4 separate regions of the Mus musculus genome follow, and regions 1, 3 and 4 are each linked to region 2. The links are chromatin contacts, called in public ChIA-PET, HiChIP or PLAC-seq and promoter capture Hi-C maps. All regions are on one chromosome and are shown on one strand. Each heading gives the region's core, a stretch centred on a gene start, on an enhancer-like site or on the middle of the called end of the contact. The rest is flanking DNA. Distances are from core to core; before and after follow the strand shown.

Region 1 (3,373 bases), core at 438-2,937, 430 kb before region 2:
CAGGAAGTCTGAGGGCCTGGGCATCATCACCAAAGGCCCAGCAGCTTTCCAAGGCAAAGACGTGAAATTCGGGGCTGAAACATGATGGGTTTTTATGCTTGTTAGGACCCCGGGAGGCACCAGCTCGGCCCAGCACTGATGGTGGCAGGATATGCCTCAGGGGTGGTACAGGGGAACTCTGCCTTTGCACCTCCAAAACAACACCAATAGTTGTTGTAAGCCTATAATCCCAGCACTTGGGATGCTTAAGCAGGGGGCTGCCACAAGTTTCAAGCCTTTCTGGGCTACAGAGTAAGACCCTATCTCTAATAACAACAAAACAGCAGCAACAATAACAACAACAATACCTCAGCTTTGATGTAATCTCACACTCTGCCCTAATGGTCATAGCATCAAACACAGTGTCCACGTGCCTGCGTCAGATTTCTACAATTATCTCGCTTTGATAGTTCATTCCCCTATCACTGAATTTTTTTCCTGCTATTAATTATTTTTCTCTGTAATAGATAAGACCACGGCAGATGTGCTCGTGTTGCTTTCTGAGTGACTGTGTGTTGCAAGTTTCCAATAGCAGCCAGGCAGAAGCCTCGACTTGGAGGGAAAGTTGGAGATGTGGTACCTGCCCCCTCTTCTAGAATTTGGATCTTTCTGAAGGCAGTGGTTGCAATTGGGAGTCTCTTCCCATCCTGACTGGGTCCTTCTTCAGCAGTCACAAGCCTGCCTCTCTTCCACCTAAGAAAACACATTCAGGGAAGGAGGAAACCCCAGGAAGCTGCACCCCTTCCTCTTCACCCAGATCCTCCAAGCTGTCCATTCCAGACACCGAACTTCAGAACAACATGGCATTTGACAGCAAGCTGCAGAAGAGAGTTTTTGGAAGAGTCTGCCAAGCTCTCTGCTATTGCTGGAGCCTCTGCAGCCATCTGAAAAGGCTTCCTTACAAGGCACCCACTCACTCACACTCGCCTTTTATGTTCAAAACCCTTAACTGGAACTTTCTGCAAGGAAAATTCAATGTGACCCAAACAAGAACACTATAGGTGCTGAACAAACTCAAGGCGTCTACTGTTTCAGATTCGCCTCTGATTCAGGTCCTGAGAACACAGGGACACACATCTGTATGCACACACACTCACAGCAGACACACACACACACACACATGCTCACAGCACACACACACATACACACACACACACATACACACACACTCACACATGCTCACAGCACACACACACACACACACACACACACACACACACACACACACGCAGCACAACACAATCTAAAAAGGACTCACCTGTTCACTTTAGAAGAGTGCTACAGACCACCATCCCACAGGGCCGCAGGCACCCCTCTCTTCCCCTGGCTGTGCTTCCCCTGGGTGCTGTATGACTCGTCAGGGTCCTGCCAGGGGCGGGGTGGGCAGAGCAGTGCACACTGACTACCAGCAGCCGAGCAAATGAAGTGAGCAGGCCCCCTGCTCCCACCAAGGCCCCAGCCGGCAGGACTCTTCCTGTAAACTCCGGTGCAAAGTCCCCACATGATCATGTGATCAGCTGGGTCAGAGTAAGCTAGAAGTCACACTTGGTGGCTCTCTGCCTCCTCACCGAGCTGCAGCCCTGAATTTCAGCCCTTTCCAGGTCTCACCTGTACCAGAAAGCATCACAGACTTAGAGAACAGCTCTTCTGTTACAGGAGCGAGCGAGCTCACTTCTTAATTTATGTAAACATCTCCAGTTTGAGGCCGCATGCCAGATGGGCAGGGCCGGGGCCAGAGCCTGGGATGGGTGTGCCTTGGAGCAGGTAATTGCCTGGGCAGGGCTGGAGGATCCCCAGAAGGAGAAACTCTAGGCTGAAGAAAGATGGAAATCAGTTCTCCTGTGCTCAGCCACAAGTCCCAGGCAATCGCGTGTTCTCTCTGTGCTCACAACTCACCTGGATTACCAGCTTGTGTTCCCAATGGGGAACTCAGCACCGTTTAAGTGGGGGAGGGGGCAGCTGTCGTGGATTCCCAAGAGGCTTTCCAATGCACCCTGAAGAACCTGTTTCTCTGCAGAGGCCACTGGCCTTCTTCTTGTCACCCTGTCCTCCAGGACGCACACCCTGTCCACACGTCTGGGTGCCCCCACAGCCTTGAAGACCAAGAACCTCATTCTGTTTCTGAACAGGACCCTGATTCCCTGTGCCTAGATTGGCATCCAAGGTGTGGCACCCAGCACCGCTTCTATCCTCCTTGTAGTGGGTAGAGATGTGTGGGCGTGGCCTTTTCGGTTTACACTGGAAATGGTACTGGTACAAAGGTCTCCGGAGTTCAAGGGGACACTGAGATGGGTTGTTGCGGGGGGGGGGGGTTATCAAAGGGGTTTATAAAGAGTTATTAACCCCATGGACAGACAGACAACAGCTCGGGAGCTGTAAGGAGAGGTCAAGTCTCAGAGCTGCAGGGTAACAGGTAGCTCAGTTCGACTGTTGAACATCAGACTGTTGAAACAGCGAGCCCAAAGGAGTGGGCATTCTCCTAGCAATCTTGTACTGGGGAGTACACTGCCTGGGAAGAGATTGCATGCATTTCTAACAGCTTGTCGGACTACCTTACAATGAGACTGAAGTTCTCATGTTGTTATAATGACGGATCCGTGGTGGGCGGGACCACACGTTGTCTGAGACTGATCAGAATAGAGGTGCTTATCCTTGGCCCTCTATTTAAACTCTAATCTCGATTCAGTACCCTGAAGACAGACTTGTGGGTGGCTGGACCTGCCCTTGCAACACATGCACAAGGAGCAATGGAAAGAGCTTTATATGTGCCGAATGTATTAAGTCAACTTACATAAAAACAGTAACAAACGCTGAATCCCACTGAAAGAGTGAGACTCTAGAAGCCGTTTGGTCTGTGAGGCTGGCTGCCTCACCAGTGAGATACAATCCCACTGTAACTGTCTCCCTCTAGAGGGGCAAACAACCCAGTATTTGCTCAGTTCATGAGGCTGGGGACCTCTGCAGTCTCAGGGGAATTGGGGGGTGTTGCAAAACTAGTTGGTTTCTGGAGAACTGTTGGTGTCTAGTCCACATCAGAAGGCTGGAAACACTGGTTCTGACATCAGTGGAGGAATAGCTGCAAGGAGAGGAATCAACTCAGAGGCAAGAGGGAGTTGAGCAAAAGGCCAAAAATCTTCCTACTGCTGTGCCCTTTATATATGGGCTGTGCAGAGGGTGCTGCCCTTGACGGGGGCAGGTCTTCCCACATAGATAAGGCAATCAGGACAGTTCTTCTGAGCTTACACGATGTTCGCAGAACCTTCAGTTCCCCGGGATAGAAGCACTGAGACTCCCCCATTTCTATTGGCTGCTCAGAGTTCTTGGGGTAACAGAT
Region 2 (3,776 bases), core at 388-2,887:
TTTGTTATACTTACCCATGCATGAGCAGGGTCAGTATGCAATTTAGTCTTATTCTTATGACTACATAACAACCAACACCATTTACTAAAGCAAAGTATGGTGTCGGAACATGGTCTGAGAATGGAGTCCTGTGAGGAGAATTCTAAGTGCCTGTGAGAAAACAAGACAAGAGTCTTGTGACCTCAGTTTCTTCAAAACACATAATTATTCTTGGAATGTGTTTTTGTGTCTCCCCCACCCCCTGTAGTGGATAGGAGTGAGTTTATTTCAGATTACTCAATATGTTTGGGGGGGAGAGGGGGAGAGAGGGAGGGAGGGAAGGGGCATGGGGAACGCATGTATCTGCTAAGTCCCAAGTTGAGTTTAAGGTTTTAGGTCATGTCAAGAGAGCCTTGACCACGGAGAAGACCCAAAATAACTTTGGATAAAAAGCAATAGGGACTACTAATGATGACAGATTTCTAGGCACATCTGGCAATCCAAACTCTGGTCCGAGCACATTCAGACACAGGTTATACTCCAGTGACAGATGCAAGGCTGCCTGTATGAGGCCAGCTTTACTCACAACTGTAACGGTGGTTATCTTCAAAAAGCATGGCTGAATCAAACTCAGTCTCAAGGCCTAGTTACTTAGAAGCTTCTGTACCATCAGAGTGGTTGGTGGGGGTACGTAACGGTGCCACTACCAGGAACAACTGCAAAAAGAGGACACTACAAAGCATCTCAGGAGTCTGGAGGTGCGCAGGTTAAAAACCAAAGCACAGGTGTGAAGAGGACAGGTCAATACCTTCTCATAACCCCAAGCTCCAGCATTCTTCCATGCTAGCCCGTCCCGCTCTGCCAAGCTGGAGATCTGAGCCCTCCCACTTTTGAACATTGTTTCCTTGCCTAGAATCTCTGGAAACCATCAGCCGAAGCCCTCGCTAAAGGCCGCCTCCTTCCCAGGTCTTTCTCACTAGTCTTCGGGTACCGTTACTCCGGACGCTTGGCGTTTCCCACGGTTTTTAACCTATGCCTCTGCGATCAGAACTGAACTCTCTGAAGGCAAAGGCTGGGTCCTCTTCACCTTCCTATTCCGTGCCAAAGACCTTCCCAAAACGTGGGCTGCAGACGCCACCCCCCATCCCCGGCCTCGGTTATCTAGCCGTAGCGCCCTGCATTGGCTGTGCAGGCGCCCCGCACCAAGGGGCTGGAAGTCGGAAACTTGTTAAGTTCTCGGGGTTTCCAGGACGCAAACAGGCCCGGGACCAGGACATTCCGCTGGGAGTCTTGCTGTAGCCAAATTAAAGCCAGAGTGCCCCGACCCTTCGGCGCGGGACTTCGTGCGTGTGCCACGCGAGGCCTGGACAGGGACCGCGCGGTCGCTGCGGCCTCGGGAGCCACAGGCCGAGACTGAGGCGGCGGTGGCGCGAAGATGGCGGAGGCAGCGCATCCCGGCGCCGCCCTTTTCCCCCGCGCCGCTTACCGGCAGATGGCCGCGGCGCGCGCTCGGGCTCCGGCAGGTCCCCGAAGAGGTCCATGGCGGCGGGGCAGTGGAGCGGAGGCTCCGCGCTACCCTGGGCGGCGGCGGCGGCGGCGGCGCCGTCACTCACCGCGGGAGACCCTGCCAATCGCGCGCCGCCCAGCCGCCGCCCCAGAGTGCTACGCGCGGGGGCGGGGCGGGGGTGGGCTGCGCAAGCGCACGGGCGCTCTTGGCCTGGGCATTAGGTCCCGTGATAAATTGTTATGGCGTTTCCCCGGAAAGAAGGGAGGAGTGGCGCCGAGCCTGACATCCAGACAGGCTTTTGGCCGGAGAGGCGGGTCTGCACCTGTCCACTGTTCCCTGTGTGACCGAGCAGGCAAAGCACCTTCTGACCGCCCGGGAGCAGGATGGCGCCCAGCGGGGTCTCAGCTGTCCCACTGGGATAGAGACCAGAAAAAAACACCATCACTGGCCAAGCCACAAAAGTGACAAACATCCCTCATCTCAGCCACCAAATTTATGACGCTTTACCAATTACAAAGTTGTGTTGTGTATTTTCCCTGGTCTCAGAAAAGAGCCACTCATGGAATTAATTCCTCTTCCTACCATACAATCCACAAAGACTTCACTTCCTTAAAGGTACCCAAATTTATTGACTACACACCCCAATCCTACCAGCCCTTTCCAACACCACCTTACCTGTTTTTTTTGTTTGTTGTTGTTTTTGGTTTTTTTGCCAGTGTTGTGTGGACTTCTTGGTGCAGTAGGTAACAAGTCATTGCTTCCTTGCAAATGTAGACCAGATATTCTCTAGCTGCAATAGGTGGATCCACCCAGCTGACCTCCAAGCCACTGTTTGAAGTTTTTACTGCACTCAGACAGAACTGTCTCTTCCTTGACAGATGTAGGATTTTGAAATAACAGCACTTTGTCTTTTGTCCATATATCTCATACACTTCTCAGCCCATCCCAACTTGATATCACTATGTTTTTAAAGCAGCTCTTGCTAAGTGTCTTAGGGTTTCCATTGCTGTGAACAGACTCCATGACCTAGGAAACTCTTATAAAAGACAACAATTGGGGCTAGCTTACAGGTTTAGAGATACAGTCCTTTATCATCATGGCAGGAAGCATGGCAGCATTCAAGTAGGCACGGCGTTGGAGGACCTGAGAGTTCTACATTTTCATCCAAAGGAAGCCAGGAGCAGACTTTCCTCAGGCAGGTAGGAGGAGGGTCTTGAAGCCCACCCCTAAAGTGACACACTTCCACCAATTAGATCACACCTCTTCCAACAAGGCCACACCTCCTAATAGTGCCACTCTGAGGGCCAAGCATATTCAAATCACCACACTAAACTTGATTTCCCACTCCTGCAAATAGACTCGTCGGCCACCATTCCACATGAATTCTGGCAGTGTTTGCCATGTGGCCTGTCTTTCCCTCATATGTATGGACATCTCTAATCATTACTCCATCTCTACCTGGTTTACAGCTCAACTTCTGGCTGCTAAATAAAATCTTTTGTGGAGACAAGAACTTGCTCAGTAGGCCAGGCTGGACTTGAACTCACAATGCCTCTACCTCCCCAGTGCTAGGACTATATATAAATCTCTGTCACCACCCCTGGCAATTGGAATTCTGACCTGACCCTAAGTTCTCTTCTGTTCTCTTTCCCTTCATAATCTCCATGCACACCAGGCTTGAACTGCTGCACCTTTGGACATGACTCGTTAATTTTCCTACCACCAATAGATCTCTGGGTTCCACTAAGTGCCAAGAACGGGTTATGGGTAATCACAGTACCTCAACTCCCTGACAGATTTCATTTTCTCTCCTACAAATCTTTTCCTTAGTCTGTTGCTTGACTTAAGATACTTGGGCAGAAAGCATGGCAATAGGAGTATGTGATAGGGGAGGGTCTTCAGTTCATGATGTATAGGAAACAGAGTGGAAGGACATCAGAAAGGGACCAGGATAACATAATCCAAAATGACAAGTTCTCAGTCACCTACTTTCTTCAGTATCCACTTCCCACCATCCTACCACCTGCCAACAATCTATTAAAATGTTAAACCTGCCAATGAGTTAAAACTTTCACTAGGTCAGAATCTTGTGATCTAATTGTTTCAGAAAGCACACACTCTCCTGCCCTCCCCCAACTATGCATTTTACTAATTCTGTAGACATCTGTTAATCCAGTCAAGTTGCCAGGCAATGGCCGGCGTCACAATGCCCGTGTGCAGACACTGGTGTGGACTTAAGTTTTCTGCTTCTTTGACTAGACGAGAAGAGTATGTTTGTTTGGTTATATAA
Region 3 (3,567 bases), core at 876-3,375, 450 kb before region 2:
TTGGAGGTTGTCAATTTGGCTAAGCTGACTGGCCAGTGAGCATCAGGGGTCTTCCACACCTCTGCTCTCTCTACCTTAGCACTGGGGTTATAAACCGGCGCTGCCATGTTCTGCCTTTAAACCTACCTTACAATAAAAGTAACACTCTGTTTCGTTTTCATTTTTTTATTGTTTTGCTTTATTGAGGCAGCCTGGTTTTGAACTCATAGCCATCCTCCTGCTTCACTTCCCAGAGAGCTGGGGTTACAGTCATGTACCACAATGCCAGGCTTCTGATTGTATTGTATCAATAAACTTGGTGTGTTCTCAGCCATAGACTCAGGATGAACCAGAGAAAATGTGTCTAGAGACCGTGCATGTGGATAAGCAAGCTGAGGGGACAACCAGAGTAGGAGGTACCCACCTGGGTTCAAGGGACTTCCTGGCCACAATTCCAGGAAGTCATGGCTCAGGTGGGACAAGTATTCAGAAGAGGCCATATTCTAGTTCACATTGAGAGGACGGGTGGACACGTCACTGTGGAGTCTGCCCAAAGGAGAGCGTGAAGAGGGGGCAGGGGGGGTGTTAATGTGTTTTAAAGCCACTTGGCCCAAATGAAATTATATAATTCAGGAAGGAACAAACCACGTCAGTGATGAGAGGTTTGGGTTTTTTTTTTTTTTAAGAAGGTAAAAAAAGAAAGGAAAGGAAAAAAAAGACGGAGTGTCTTGATGAGATGATGAGAGAAGAGACGTAGTGGAAACTGCAGGCTATAAGCAAAGACGCCATCTCAAGGAGGGGTCTGGGGGCGTCCTTTGCCTCCTTGTTGGCCTATAAAAGATAAGCAGGCAGGCAGACCTCACCTCACGCCCAGGCAGCCTTATCGCCACACTCAAGGGACAGAGAGAGGGTGAGTAACTTGGCAGTGCTGGAGAGGGCTGGGTGTTGCTGTGACTTCCAGCTTCTCCACAAGTGTTTTCTCTGCCAGGCTTACTGGGCAGCCAAGTGCGGGCACCAAGCAGGACAAGCAGAGAGAACTACCTGTGGTCTGTGGTCTAGGACCACACACCATTCTGGGGTCTCTGACACTCAAGGGCTGTCCATGATGGAGGGCAGGTGAAGGTGGCCCTCAGTGGGACACCTCAAGCAAAGCCCAGAAGGCACCCTCCAGAAAGGCTCAGAACTCAGGATCAGTTAGCATTCTCAGTCCCCATCACCCAGCCTGAGTGGGTGCAGTCTTTACAATGATTCATGGTGGCTCCTCCATTCCTCTAGTTAGGGTTCCCCTTCACTGTGTGGGACATCCCAGGAGGAGGAGGAGGAGAGGGTGGGCATTTAAAGAGCTCTGATGGACAGCGCTGTGTGGACAAGGAGAAGCTGGAGCGTCAAAGTCAGCTGGGGGGGGGTCTTCCTTGAGCATCTTCTAATAGGACCTGAAATGTCAGGGGTAGGAAGAAAAGGGTCCCCTGCAGGAAGTATCACAGGTGGATGCTATGTGGTAGGTCAGAACACTCCATCAGCAGGGTACCAGTTCCCATACACAGTGGCGGCAGCCTTCCCATGTCATTCAGGGGGACTCTGTGAGGAGAGGCCCATTCTGGAGTCTCAGCAAACTGAGTCTAAAGTCCTGGGTTATTGTAGAGGCTGTGAGGTGTGAGCTCTCTGGGGATGTGGGATGCTAAGTGTCCTCCATTGCCTGCCTGGCTCTCAGTGTCAGGAGATCCCAGACAAAGTGTGAGGAAAGCCTGGGCACTGAGGTTCCAATATGTTCCAACTCCTAGCTACCTCTGAGGTTGGGCAAATTGTTCTCCACCTCTGCTGACCACAAGGCTGCCCATAAATCTGCTTCCCACCAAGGCCTGGGTGTCTACCTCCCAGCTCTTGACACAGATGGACAGACAGACCCAAGGATGTCCCAAGACAGCCACCTGTGCACAGCTCACACCTCTCCCCTGATAATTGTAGCTATGTGCACTAAACATATGCATTTGCACACCTCATAGGCACGGACACGCACCACACACACACGTACATCTGTACAAACAACCTAGGGTCCCTCCTGGCTTTGTGCATACAACGTACTCTGCATCTCTACCCCCAGGCTTCAGGATCCAATCTCCAGGGCATCATCCAGGAAGCCGGAAGCATGGCACCGAGGACCTGGCTTCTGTGCTTGCTGCTGCTAGGCTTAGTCCTCCCAGGAGCTTCCAGCCGAGCCCACCAGCACTCCATGGAGACCCGCAGTGAGTGCCTGGCATATGGAGGACAGCCACTGTCACCTCCCATCCATATGCTTCCCAAATGCCTTGAGTACCCAGCCCCTGAATGGGAGGTTAGCCATCTCCTAAGCCAGTGGTTTCCAACCTTCCTAATACAGAACTTTTAATACAGATCCTTATGTTGTGGTGACCCCCAGCCAGAAAATTATTGTGATGCTGTTTTCATAGTTGTAAGTTTTGCTACTGTTATGGATCATAATGTTAATATCTGAAATGCAGGATGTCTGATATGCGCCCTTCCCCCCAAACAAAAGGGACACAACCCACAGGTTGAGAGCCTCTGGGATCTAAGCAAAAGCTACCTTACCATGCAGTCAGTTGGGAGATTGGTCCTGTTAAGATCTCCCCAGAATGGTCCTGTTTCCTGTCCTCATCATTCCCCTAACCCATCTTTGTGGGGTCCCTTAAGACTTTGGAGGATGACAGTCAGACAGGAAGAGAATACTGATCCTGGCATATGTCTAAATAAATTCCCTAAAGCCACACCACTGCCCAGATATGCCCAGCCAGTGTAATCAGGGTGGGTGCCAACATGGCCTGGTGCCCAGGTTTCCATCAGCTTAGGGGCTCCCGTGTCCCATACGCTGCTCTGACTCTTTCCTTTCCAGCCCCTGACATCAATCCTGCCTGGTACACGGGTCGTGGGATCAGGCCTGTGGGCCGCTTCGGGAGGAGGAGGGCAGCCCTGAGGGATGTCACCGGACCTGGCCTGCGGTGCCGGCTAAGCTGCTTCCCACTGGATGGAAGTGCCAAGTTCTCTCACAGCTCATGAAGACAGTGATGCTGAGCCCAAGCCCACCCTCCCTGTCCCCCCGCAGAGCCTCCTCCACCCTCCCTTTCCGGTTTTCCCTCTGATCTAATAAAAGTGCTGGCTTTGTTTATTGTACACTTGTAACTATGTGGTAACAAACCGGAAGGTGCTTTCTCTCTGGGGAGGGTAACCATGAAAGAAGCTCAGAACCCAGTAACCTCTTTGGAAAGAAGAGGCTCCCACCTGCCCCCAATAGAACAACTGAGATCGCTCATTACCAGGCCCCACAGAGGTTGTCCTGGTCCCTTAAGACCCTGCAGTGGGGGAAGGGAATGTTGATTCAGTGTTCCTATAAATTCCTGTTCCCCAAAACCACATCACTGCCCAGAAATGGGGTGCCCTTTTCTTGGTCACTTGTTCCCACAAGCTTCCACCTACACAAGGTACCCTGAACACATGCTCAGCTTGCATACTGCATAAAGCCAGGGTAACCACACACTACACTATGTAAGATACTTGGTCCCAGAGAAAAGCCACACAACGCCCCTGGCATGGCTC
Region 4 (3,415 bases), core at 175-2,674, 300 kb before region 2:
ATGCTGGAATTACAGCTGTATACCACAAAGCCAGCTGCTGCCTCTACTGCTGCCGCTTCCTCCTCCTACTCTTCTTCCCCCACCCTCCTCCTCTTCCTCCTCCTCCTGCTCCTCCTCCTCTTCCTCTTCTTCCTCCTCTTCTTCCCTCTTCCTCCTCTCTCTCCTCTTCCTCTTTCTTCTCTTCTTCCTCCTCTTCTTCTTCCTTCTCCTCGTCCCTCTTCTTCTTTTTAAAATGTGTTGCTAGAGATTAAACTCAGGTCCTCATCATGCCTCATAGCAAATACTTTACCAACTGAGCCACCTCCCCAGCCCCTTGGTTTTTTTCTTCTATCCCCAAATGGCCTTGAATTCACTATATAGTTGAAGATATCTTTGAATTCCTATCCCGACTGCTTCCACATCCCAAGTGCTGAGGCTACAGGTGTATCATATGCACCACACCTGACCAGACAGTTTTGGCTGTGGTAGGGAGACACACCCAGGCTATAGCATCAGTGTGGGTGGAGGGAGGCCCACATTTTGAAAGCCATGAGTGGAAAGTGCAGACAGTCCAGGCCAATCTCTTTTGCTGGGCTCAGACATAAATACATAGTTTAGAACTCAGTTCCTGAACACTATACTGCCCAGGATTGGTTCCTGCATCCCAGAATGCAGCAGACCCAAGATACAGCACTTGCATAGATGAGCTCATTGGATTTGTTTTAGTGTAGAATCCTCTTTCTTGTGCGTAATAGTCAACTGTACACTTGAGGAATAAGTGGAGTGTTTGCAATCAAAAGAAGTTTGTAGCTTTACTTTCAAAGATTCTTAACAACACCTCCTCCACCCCACCCCACCCCACCCCACCCCACCCCGCTGCCCCAGCAATGACTGTCTGGGGTGGCTGATTTGTCATCACTAGGCGTGGCCCTTGGATTTATTTAAGTATCAAGATGAGGTCATGATGTGGGAATGTTCATGGTTTCTGTGACTGGAAAGACTGAAGTCAGATTCGGATCCTTTTGTTGTGTGTGCACTTTCCAGATCTGTGGAAAATTTACACACATGAAACAAGTTTGGCTGTTATTTCCTCACAGAGGCATGCATTGTATGTCTTGGTCTCTGCAGCCTGTGAGGCAAGAGAAGTGATCTCTGTGATGTGGGGAACTGGAGGTGTGGTCATACTTTCCCTTCTGTGCTACTGTGAGAAATGCATCAATCCAGCAGAGCTCTGTATTCCCTCCGGTGAAGGCTGCTAAGTCTGTTGCAGAGATAATCAGTAGATGTCCCCCCTCCCCTTCTCCAGTCACCTGTTTGTTTATTTGTTGCCCTAAAGATCTTTCGATCATTATTTCTGTTGTCATTTAGTGAGCAAAGGTCAGCGCAAAGATGTGTGGAAAACTGGCTGGCCTCCCAACTCAACCTGGCACCTCACAACAGCCAGGTACCTCCACACTAACTGGGGAGCCTCCTGGGTATGGTTCTCAGGTGCAGTGACCCCTCTGCAAATGCAGGGCAGCCTCCAGGAAATTCTTCAGTCAGTGGGAGGGTCACTAGCCTTTGCCAGGTCCCTCTCCCAGGCCTGCTCCTGACTACTCCTCCCTCTCAGGCAGGAAGACCCACAAGTCTGAACAGGAGCTTCTGGGTTTCTTCCCACCAGCAAAGCTGGACATGCTTCATTGACACTTTGTTAAAAGCCGATCCAAATTGCACACCCACCTTCCCAGTGCATACATAGCCCTGGGACACAGAAAAGCATTATGTTAATGCTGGACCTGAATCTTAGAAACAACAGGGCTGATTCTATTCTTTCTTTATGCTTTTTTAGGCACCAAGATGCTGGGTTTGTCACCCTCTGTCCTTGGAACAAACAAGGATACAGTGACCTCTCCATCCTGGCCTCTGTGGGAGACCCATGCAGTAGGATGTGCAGCAAGGCAGGGGTTAAAAGATGGAGTTAACACCACGTCACAGCTCCTGCTCCTGACTTGGGGCAAGTAGGCAGAAATAAACTCCTTCAGATGAAGTAGCCCCCTGAAAGGCATATGTTTTTGCTTGGTTTGAGCTGCCCCAGCCATAATAGGACATAGTTTTTGGTGTCCATATTGGTTCTTGGAAAATACCCCCGGCTTAGTATTTCACCAGGAGTAATTACCAGGAGCCAAAGACAGAAGAAAATGCAAAAGTCAGCTGCAGCCCTCAAGGCTTTGCATCTTGCATCTGTCAGACAGGAAGTGAGGCAGTGCTACACACTGGGGGCAGGGTGGTGCAACCGAAGAGTAAAAGTCACCAAACAAAGGAAGTGATGGTTCATTCCCCTTTAAAAACGTGAATATACCTCTGTGTCCATAGGCTACTGCAAGGGCTAAGACTAAAGGTTTGGGGCTCCCAATGATACAATTCTTAGGAGAGCCAAGATGCATCAGCCCGAATGTAAGTGGCAGGGGACGGAGTTCCACCTCATTCCAGCACCACTCCCCACTCCACTCCCATTCTTCTGTAACTCCGTCCCCACCTCCACTTAGCCTTTCCATCCTAATTAGTGTTAACTGTCAGCACAGCCTAGAATCACCTGAAACCAGAGTCTCAATGGAGTAATTGTCTTTACCATGTTGGTCTGTAAAAGATGATTTTAATTGCTGTAGGGGGTGCTGCCTACTGTAGGCGATACCATCCCTAGACAGTCCTGGGTTTTATAAAAAAGCTAGCCATGGTTCCTACCTCCAAGTTCCTGCCCTGGTGCCCCCTCTATGGCAGACTGTGTCCTGGGGGGTGCAAGCCAGATAAAGCTTTTCCTTCCCAAGTTGCTTTTGGTTGGAAAGCCACAGAAAGAAATGTAGGAAGTGCACACATGCGCGCGCACCCCCCCCCCATATTTTTCTCATGTTAATTGAGCACCTAGAATAGTCTGGTCATGAGTCAACAGTGTTAGGCAATGCAAACCTGCCCTCGCCCTTCATGGGATACACAGACTGGGCTAGAAGATGTTCATCAAATAAATAACATAAACATCAGTTGCACCTGCACGAGCCATGAGGGCAGGTGCGTGGAGAGAGGCAGAAGCTGGGGTTAGAGGATCTAGGCTTGAACCACAGCCAAGCAGAGCCAGGTGACACCTAGGGCATCCTCCTCATCTAAGCCCTACAGCCCACTGGAATCCAAGAGAGCTTCCACAGATCTGAAGCATCCTTCAGGAATGTCTCGGGTGGAGCCAGGACTTGCTGTCTTGTGTACTCATAGAAAAGTGCTGAGCTAGCTGTCTGCCCATTCGAATTTGAAAACAAAGACACCCCCACCCCCCCACCCCCCACCCCCGCCCCCGTGATTCATGTTGTCTAAAGAGGCAAGGCAGGGTCCAGGTGGAGAGCAAGCTTGCACCTATGGGTACGAGATTGGATCTAAAACCTATGGTCCACCAAGTATGGTGGCTCATAAT

What was found. Promoter capture Hi-C pulls out the DNA fragments that hold promoters and counts their contacts. ChIA-PET counts read pairs in DNA pulled down with a chosen protein or histone mark. HiChIP or PLAC-seq counts read pairs in DNA pulled down with a chosen protein or histone mark.
Region 1: a contact with region 2 is called in a promoter capture Hi-C map of the HPC-7 cell line, with 6 times the contacts expected there. The contact joins the promoter of Rab17 here to the promoter of Ilkap in region 2. A contact is called at or near these places in 17 of 39 promoter capture datasets (the 3T3-L1 cell line, 3T3-L1-derived adipocytes, the C10 cell line and 11 more), 4 of 15 datasets of contacts at CTCF or cohesin (embryonic stem cells, large pre-B cells, pro-B cells and 1 more), 24 of 484 Hi-C or Micro-C datasets (the AML12 cell line, B cells, the HPC-7 cell line and 16 more), 7 of 115 datasets of contacts at active chromatin or transcription factors (the HPC-7 cell line, astrocytes, embryonic midbrain and 4 more) and 4 of 9 other capture datasets (adipose tissue, embryonic stem cells, liver and 1 more).
Region 3: a FOXA1 HiChIP or PLAC-seq map of pancreatic cancer cells shows a contact between it and region 2. The contact joins the promoter of Prlh here to the promoter of Ilkap in region 2. A contact is called at or near these places in 5 of 39 promoter capture datasets (the 3T3-L1 cell line, the C10 cell line, the HPC-7 cell line and 2 more), 6 of 115 datasets of contacts at active chromatin or transcription factors (the HPC-7 cell line, embryonic midbrain, forebrain and 3 more) and 1 of 9 other capture datasets (liver).
Region 4: an RNA polymerase II ChIA-PET map of memory CD8 T cells shows a contact between it and region 2, with 18 read pairs. The contact joins the enhancer-like site here to the promoter of Ilkap in region 2. A contact is called at or near these places in 2 of 39 promoter capture datasets (the 3T3-L1 cell line and pre-B cells), 1 of 15 datasets of contacts at CTCF or cohesin (large pre-B cells), 2 of 484 Hi-C or Micro-C datasets (cortical neurons and stem cell-derived neurons), 6 of 115 datasets of contacts at active chromatin or transcription factors (extraembryonic endoderm stem cells, large pre-B cells, memory CD8 T cells and 3 more) and 2 of 9 other capture datasets (adipose tissue and liver).

Annotation. Positions count from the first base shown.
Region 1 is chr1:90,967,933-90,971,305 of GRCm38.p6, forward strand. Rab17 (RAB17, member RAS oncogene family) reads right to left here and starts at 1,688. Exons shown (of 6, transcript NM_008998.4): 1 at 1,298-1,688.
Region 2 is chr1:91,397,186-91,400,961 of GRCm38.p6, forward strand. Ilkap (integrin-linked kinase-associated serine/threonine phosphatase 2C) reads right to left here and starts at 1,638. Exons shown (of 12, transcript NM_023343.3): 1 at 1,466-1,638. The coding sequence starts at 1,520.
Region 3 is chr1:90,950,983-90,954,549 of GRCm38.p6, forward strand. Prlh (prolactin releasing hormone) reads left to right here and starts at 2,126. Exons shown (of 2, transcript NM_001101647.1): 1 at 2,126-2,222; 2 at 2,867-3,030. The coding sequence starts at 2,126. The coding sequence ends at 3,030. Mlph (melanophilin) reads left to right here. Exons shown (of 16, transcript NM_053015.3): 16 at 1-160.
Region 4 is chr1:91,094,452-91,097,866 of GRCm38.p6, forward strand. The region is part of intron 12 of Lrrfip1 (leucine rich repeat (in FLII) interacting protein 1); the gene reads left to right. Among named protein-coding and RNA genes, the nearest start is that of Lrrfip1, 43 kb to the left of the region's middle. Within about 2 kb of position 1,425, at least 126 of the 459 cell types and tissues checked have an H3K27ac peak or open chromatin away from gene starts, as enhancers often do. A contact at or near this core is called in liver, memory CD8 T cells, pancreatic cancer cells and 2 more, where this site is marked.